2 separate regions of the Anser cygnoides genome follow, and region 2 is linked to region 1. A link is a contact called in public Hi-C data. All regions are on one chromosome and are shown on one strand. The core of a region is the stretch at or near the end of the contact, and the rest is flanking DNA. Distances in the headings are between cores, read along the strand shown. Region 1 holds the start of OAF (out at first homolog). Region 2 holds the start of SORL1 (sortilin related receptor 1).

Evidence for each region. A called contact is a pair of places that touch in the nucleus more often than the background predicts.
Region 2: a Hi-C map of liver shows a contact between it and region 1, with 6 times the contacts expected there. The contact joins the promoter of SORL1 here to the promoter of OAF in region 1. A contact is called at or near these places in 2 of 7 Hi-C or Micro-C datasets (both in liver).

The regions. Positions count from the first base shown.
Region 1 is chr21:4,931,370-4,935,258 of Taihu_goose_T2T_genome, reverse strand. OAF (out at first homolog) reads right to left here and starts at 2,088. Exons shown (of 4, transcript XM_048063424.2): 1 at 1,661-2,088. The coding sequence starts at 1,891.
Region 2 is chr21:5,338,496-5,342,384 of Taihu_goose_T2T_genome, reverse strand. It overlaps SORL1 (sortilin related receptor 1), which reads right to left and starts at 1,698. Exons shown (of 48, transcript XM_066981339.1): 1 at 1,359-1,698. The coding sequence starts at 1,673.

The DNA.
Region 1 (3,889 bases), core at 839-3,338:
AAACCTTCAGAGAGCCCGGCTCAGAAGCAGCTCAGCTAAAAGCAGGATGAGAGCAGGAGAAGAGCTACCACACGCTGTTGGGTTTGTAGGTGAGATTTTAGAGCAAGCCCGTGTAAGAGCTGAAATAAGCGGGGAAATAAAGTTAGAAGGATGAACAGGACACCTAAATTCCCCACGTCACATCCCAAAGGGCCTACCCAGAAGGTAGGTACAGAGCTGGGATTTCCCATGCTCGGGAACACGCCGTGCAGCTTCGCACTCTTGAGGTTTAAAAGCCCTCGTGGCACACGGTGTCTCCTGGGAGCCTGGTGCTCCCCCAGGAGCCACGGCACTGGTTCCTGTGTGCGTGCTGGCACACAGAGTGTGCCTTCACATCCCAAACTGCCACGGCTTCTGCTGGCATCTCAAAGCATCTCAGACCTGCACCCTCCAGATGGCCAAGGGCGATCCAAGAGCCTTGCAAGGAAACCGGGACCAAAAATCGCAGTGGAAAGGGGAAGAGCCAGCAGAAGACGCCTTGGAGAGGGCTCCAAGGCTCACAGCAGGACGGGACACACCACCCTCCTACCTCACGGGGCTGAGCTTCCTCCTGTCACAAACCAAAGTCCACCCGAGCAAACAGCCTGAGCAGAGGGAACAAGATAACGCTGCCGTGCCACACGGACGGCCGTGCCACCCACGCAGCAGCGAACAGCTCATCCCCGAGCCAGAGAAAACTCACGGCGTCCAGCCAGGCTTGGGGTTCTCTGAAGGACGCCACGCTGGCCCCAAAGCTCCCGTCTCCTGCCGAGAAGCGTGGGGTCTCAGCATCACCTCCCTGCAGAGGGGCCTGGGAGGGGGCCAGGAGGATCCCTGGCTTTCCGCCAGTCCCAGAGTGAGCTGCCATGCGAACGGTGCCCACACCCCCAATGCACGTGCTCCCCAAAGCCATCACTTGGAGCGAGACGTCCTGGAGACACAGCAGAGCCCCACGAACCTGAGCCCCGGCTCGTGGGGGCCTCTCCTGCCCTGGCCCTGCTGCTGTCTGCCACCCAAAGCCACGGCTCCTCTCGGCTCAGCAAGGAGAAACAGACCTGCTGTGCTCAGCCGGGCATGGAGAAGGCTTCGCCACTCATCCTGCCAAAATCCTTCCCCACCATGCTCACCACTGGGCAGCCCAGGTTACAGCTGTGCCGCGGGGGGCCAGGAACCCGCCCGAAGGGCCCGGAGCCGTCTGCGGGGTGCACCACGAACGAAGACCCCAACATCGCTCATCGGTGGAGGGACTTCTGAAGGACCCCGTCCTCAGACAGGGCTCAGGCTCCCGAACCCCCCGGCAGGGTTTTCCGAGGCTCCAGGTGGATTCAGCCCCCCCAGCAGGGTTTCCCCAGACTCCAGGCGGATCCCGGCTCCCCAAAGCCCTCCCGCACAGCATCCCCACAAGCAGCGGGCACCGGGGTCGCGCCCCAAGCCTCCTCCTGAGGACTCCCAGTCTCTTAGGGCCCATCCCCTCGCACCCCTCGCCCAGCTGGGACCCACCGGAGACCCCCCAGCACCAAACCCCACCGGGGGCTCCCCGGGACCCCGGGGATGCTCGGGGGCTCTCCGCTCCACCGCGGGGCGGGCGCAGCATCCCGGGGCCGTCCTCCGGCGTGTCCCCCCCCTCCACCCCGAGCCTCACCTGTCTGAAATCGGCCGTGAGGGTGATGAGGGCGCCGTCGGCCTTGCGGAGCTCCAGGCTGATGCAGTCGGAGCCGCTGTCGGCTTGCAGGCTCTCCTCCGCCACCTGCCCGCCGGGCAGCCGCACCCGCACCCGCAGCTCAGCCTTGGCCGCGGGGCCGGGAGCGCCGGGCAGCGGGGCTAACGCTAGCCACAGCAGGGCTGGCAGCGCCGGTAGCCGGGGGGCGAGCATCACCCCCCCCGGCCCCGCTCCCCGCAGCCCCCGCACCGTTACCCCCGGCGGGGCGCGCACGGCTCGGGGCAGCCCCCGGCCCGCATGGGGCGGGGGGCGCGGAGCGCAGCGTGGGGAAAGCGCCCCGCCGAGCCCCCCCCGGCCATGCAGAGCCCCCGGCCGCCGCTTTTCGGCCCCCCCCCGGCCCGCACTTCCTTCCCCCAAAGGCAGGGACCGGCCCTAAAGAGGCAGCGGCGCGCCGCCCCGCCTTTAAAGGGCCAGGCCGGGCCCGCAGCTGCTCCCCAGCTGCGGAGGGGAGGAGGGGAGAGGGGAATAATAATGGGAAAAAAAAAAAAACAGGCAGAGCTCGCCCGAGGGCGAGGAAAAAAAAAATAAAAATAAATCTGGCCCAAGCAGCCGCCCTGCAGGCGAGCCCCGGTGCTCTGGGTGGCAGGAGGATGGAGGGGGGGGGCTGCTCCAGCAGCAGCCAGGCAGCTTCTGGGCTCTCCTGCAGGTTTTTTGTTTTTTTTTTTAAATTGTTTTCTACTCCGTGGGATAAATAATTATCCCCAAACTGGAGTTGGAAAGGAGAGGTCGGCGTTAATAACAAAGCCCAGCGCTCGTGTTTGCACAAACACACACAAATCAGAGTCCTCTAAACATGCGGTTGTTGGGAATCAAACAACAGTTACATGATTGCTCAGGCTCACGCTGCACACAGGAGGCTCGCAGGGCTGCTCTCAGGCACGCCGGGGGTATTCCTGCCCCCGAGGATGTCGTGCAAGCCGCTTGGGGCTTTCCCTGGCCCCTCTCCCCCAGGGACACGGGCCTGGGGCACTTCAGACTCCGCAGCCCAGCCACAAGGCTCCAGATTTGCCCTTCACCCGCCCACTCCTGCAATCTCTTCCAGATGGGCAGATGCTCATGAAGGGCCCCTTTGATTTCAAAAGGTCTCTCTGCAAACACAAAGGTCACTGTGGCAGCAGGATCAGGGCCTCAGAGAAAGAGCTTTGCAAGGAGAAGCACAGAAATGCATAGAAGCAACCGTTTAAATCCACACTTCCAGGAGAAGAGATCACTTTTGGCCAACTAGTATGCTTTGTGGGACCTCACACAAGTTAAGTTTTAGACTGAAAATGTAAGAAAATGTAAGGGCTTTCTCACAAACGGTATCCTCCAAATACTTTTCAGGACAATAGCAGGGCAAAGAAATCAGAGCAGGCGAGGAGAGAAAGTTAAGAGGTGCAAACGGGAGAAAAGAAACGGTTCGGCTCTGACACAAAAAGAGAGGGAGGGCCCACAAGGTAGAAACCTACACCGACCATGTCCTCCTGACAAAAGCCGCCGAGAAGGCCCCACTCACGGTCTATTTATTCAGAGGAGATTATGCAAAAAGACAGGAGGACCCCAGCAGGGGCTGGAAGGAAGAGTGCCACGAGGTTAGCGCGCACAAATAACCCTTGGAAAGCTTCCAGCCAAAGGGCCGCGCTCTTTGCCCAGCTCAAATCTGGGATCAGCTTCCCCATGGCAATGGGGTTACCCCAGGTCCATCACCTCCCAGCCAAGCCCCCAGAACTCGAGCACAGCGTGGTCCTGGGTCTGTTCTGGAGGACAAAGGGAGGTGAGTGAGGCTACAGTCCCTGCAGAGCCACAGGAACACGCTCCTGGCCACAGGCATCAGCAGTGCCTACTGCATACCTGGACCTCAGGGTGCAAGAGGTAATTTAGGGCCGTCCTTCCCTGGCTTGGAGTAAGGGGTATCATTTTTATCTCCTGGTACCTCCCAGAGGGAAGGAAATCAGAAAGCAGACTGCCTCAGAGGGCTCTTCCCAAGGCTGAGCACTTTGCCAGGAACTCCGTAGTCCTGCAGATCTCAATTTGACCAAGGCACAACTGAACCTTGACTCTTGGAATGAGGATCCGTTCCCAGCTCCAAAACGAATGGGCACAGACAAGAAATACCAGGGGGTGGGGAGGGGAACCAAAACACTGGCATGCAACAGTCAGAGAAAGAGAGCA
Region 2 (3,889 bases), core at 449-2,948, 410 kb before region 1:
CACTGTTCGTGCCCCTCTAGAGCCAGGCCTGCCCTGTGGCTGCCTCTTGCCCATCCTAGAAGTAGCAAGAAGGGGAAATTATAGGGTCTGGAGGAGGTGAAGTGCTTGCTAAGGAGGCAAACAGATGTGGCTGAGGGCAGGGAGCCTCACCTGCGGTGTGCCTTGTCTGTGCCCCCCCCAGGGCAGCCTTTTGGGGCTGCGGTGGGACACGGGCAGTGTGAGCCAGGAGGGTCAAATGAGGCAACATTTAGTCTGACGTATGGAGATTAAAAACCATGAAGAAGAGGATGGGCTATTTCAGCCCGAAGCCTCCCGCGGCAGGCAGCCTGGGTGTAATTCCTTCACATCCCTCAAGTGATGGAAAAGGGGGGGGGGGGGAGGAATTCTGGTCCCGGCTGCAAAACTTGCCAAGTAGCTGAGCCTGAGCAGGGGCGCTTTCAAAACAGCAATTCCTGTGCTTTGCTGAGGAGCAGCTCCTCTCCCTGTCTTTTCTAAAAGCTGTGGGGAATGGCTCAGAAACACAAAATCCTTACGGAGAAGGGCACGGCGCATCCCAAGCAGCAAGGTTTTCTACCAAAGGTCACCCCTTCCACCTGGTTTTTGCATGGTAGGATGTTTGACACGGGCACATTCAGGTGATCCTACCCACCCCACGGCCTCGCTGTCCCCTCTGTGCGCTAGCCAAGGGGCTACCTGGCGGTGTCACCGCCACGTGCCCTTGGCCACCGGCAGCTCCTGCTGCTCGTTTCGGTGGGATGGAGCCCGTGAGCATGCACCGCGACCCGAGCAGCGCCAGCAGGGCAAGGTGGCTGAGAACAAGGCGACGAGATGTGGAAATCGGTGGCAACAGCGCCCAGCATCTTGCTGCCGGCTGCTCTCAGCGGGGCAGATCCCATGCACAGCGATGATTTTGCGTGGGGATGCCTCGCCGGTGACCTGGGAGCACGACCCAGCCCCTTCCCACGGGGGGATTTGGATTGCGGGGGGGGGTGGTCGTGATCCCCATGGGGGGGGTCCCCACTGCCCCAGGGGGATCCCCGGGGCTGCAGCACGGGGTGCGGGGAAAAAATCACGCGTGGGGAGGGTGGACTTGTGGGGGGGGGGGGGGAGCGCTGTGCCCCCAGGCGATCCCCTTGCAAATGCACATTGAGGGGGGGGGGGGGGCACAGAGGGACGGCCACAGCGGCAGCGGGGGGAGCGCAGGGGGTGATGTAACGCGGCGCTCCGCCGCTCGGTTCATTGAATTGATCTTTTTTAATTTTTTTTTTAATTTTTTTTTTTTTTTAGAGGGGGGGGGGGGGCTCTCCGGGTGGGGTTGGGGGTCTCGGGGAAGGGGCCCGGGGGTCAGCAGGGCTCACCTGTCCGTACACCTGGATGGGCTCCGGCGGGCGCTGCTGCGCTGCGCGGCGGCTCCGCGGGGCTTCGGCGGCGGGCGGCGGGGAGCGGAGCAGCGGCGAGGGCCCCCCCCGAGCCCCCCGGCTCCCCGCCGCCGTTAAGAGCAGCAGCAGCGGCAGGAGGCGGCGGGGGAACCCCCGGGCCCGGCGAGCCCCGCCGCTGCTCGCCGTCGCCATCTTCGCGCCGCCGGGGCCGTGCGGAGCCGTGCGGAGCCGGGAGGAGCGGAGCGCCGCGCCGCCGCCCGGAGAGAATGTGCAACGGGCAGCGGGGCTCGGCATCCCCGCCCCCGGAGCGCTGCCCCCGCGGGGGATGCTCGGGGCCCCGGGGGGGAGCCGGGGGGTCGTCTAGCCCCGGGGGTGCCGGCGGGAAAAGGAGCGGTAAAAAAAAAATTATATATATATATATATATATATAGGGGGTAAGGTGTGCGAGCGGGCGGAGAGAGGTGGGAAGAAAATAGGGGGTCAAAAGCGGCGAGAGAGAATAAAGGGGTCAAAAAGCAGAGAGAAAAAAATAAGGGGGCAGAAAGTGGAGAGAGAAAAGAAGGGGTCAAAAAGCGGAGAGAAAAAATAAGGGGGCAGAAAGTGGAGAGAGAAAATAAGGGGGCAGAAAGTGGAGAGAAAAAATAAGGGGTCAAAAAGCAGAGAGAAAAAATAAGGGGGCAGAAAGCAGTGAGAAAAAATAAGGGGTCAGAAAGTGGAGAGAGAAAACAAGGGGTCAAAAAGCGGAGAGAAAAAATAAGGGGGCAGAAAGCAGTGAGAAAAAATAAGGGGGCAGAAAGCAGAGAGAAGAAATAAGGGATCAGAAAGTAGTGAGAAAAAATAAGGGGTCAAAGTAGTGAGAAAAAATAAGGGGTCTGAAAGCAGCAAGAATAAATAAGCGGTCAGAAAGAGGGAATAAAAAATAAGCGGTCAGAAAGCGGTGAGAAAAAAGTGGTCAGAAAGCGGCAAGAGAATATAAGCAGTCAGAAACGAACACTGAAAATTAACAATAAGAAATCAATAAGAATAAGCGATCAAGAGCACAACAGTCAAAAACACACAATCGAAAACATAAAATCAAAACCACAACCAAAACCCAGCAAAAAATAAATAAATAAATAAATAAATGTATGAAGAAAGGGTTGCAGTGTTTTCTCTCTGGGGGTGCACAAGGTTTCCCCACCACCCCCCAAAACCCGAGGCGCACGTTTCCTCCTCTGCACACCCCCAGCTGCACGTCACAGGGCAGGATGTGTCCCCGGAGCACCCCGGTGCCGGGGGGCAGTGCCGCTTGCATCTGGGCTGTGGTTTACTGGGAGCCGGGCCCAGGCTGTCACTGGTGCCACCTGCAGCTGGGGGGTGTGGGGGGGGGTTAACAGAAGATTTATGAAGGCCGCACAGCGTGTGTTGTGGCGATTACCTCGTCTGCCAACCTAAGAGCTTTGTGTCTCGCCTATCTCCAGCCCCATCCTTGTGCTGGGGGCTTTTTGGGGTAAGCAGTTTTGCAGGGAACCCATGGGCCCTGGCACAAGGAGAAGGGGCCAGCAGGGCGCACGGTGGCATAGGTGCAGGTCCTGGCTGCAGGGAGGGTGCCCTGGGTCCCCTCCTCATCCTCAACCCCTCAGCACCATTCGGGAGGGTTCCAGCACGGTGTGCTGCTGGAGCAGCTCCTTCCGTGCCGGGCCAAGCCGGCTGGCCGTGCGCTCCCTCATAAAACACTCGGCATAGGTGACGTGCCTGCGTGGCCCTCGTAGCTCATCCCTGTGGCAGAGCTGCTGTACGGCTACACGGGGACGGTGCAGAGCTGCTGCCGGTGGCAGCAACCCAGATTTGTCGGTGCAGGCAGGAGAATTTGGCTCTCGGTAGCGGGGATTTCACTCGAGGTGTGTGTGATCTGTGAGGGGCAATTCTGGAGCATCCCTTCCAGAGGGCATCCCGCTTATCTTTTCCAAGGGCTCGTGTGGCCGTATCGATGGGCACCGTTGCGATGGATGGGCTTTTAAGTGCAGGGCGGTGCCTTTTCCTGGGTGTTACGGATGAGGGAGCGGGGACCTGAGGATGAAGGAGAGCAGAGGGTCGGTGCTGGGGCCAGCGGGACCTGGGCTCCTGTGGTCAGCATCCCACAGCCCCGCTCCTGCCTGCTGCCTTGGTGCAGATCCCTTCTGGCATTTCTAACGCCATGAGAAAACCCTCGAAGCAAAGGGCTGTGGACAGGCCGTGCGGGGAGGAATGCTCGTCAGTCCCTCGGCCAGCCCCCAGGCTATCTCGGTCCCCCACATCTCGCCGGCTTTAATAGCAGCAGTGCTGCCCGGAGCTTTCCCTGGGGAACCTTTCACCTGGAAACCTAGTTAGCGCGTTTCAGTTATGGAGTCAATATAATTATAAGCCCTCCTAATAAAGCTTTTAGCTATCTTGACTCTGTGTAATGTGTCTCTGGAGGATCACGGGTCACCGGGGTAAGGGCAGAGACTGCGGGAGGTTCTGGTTTTGAACAAATGCATGAGGTGGGTTTC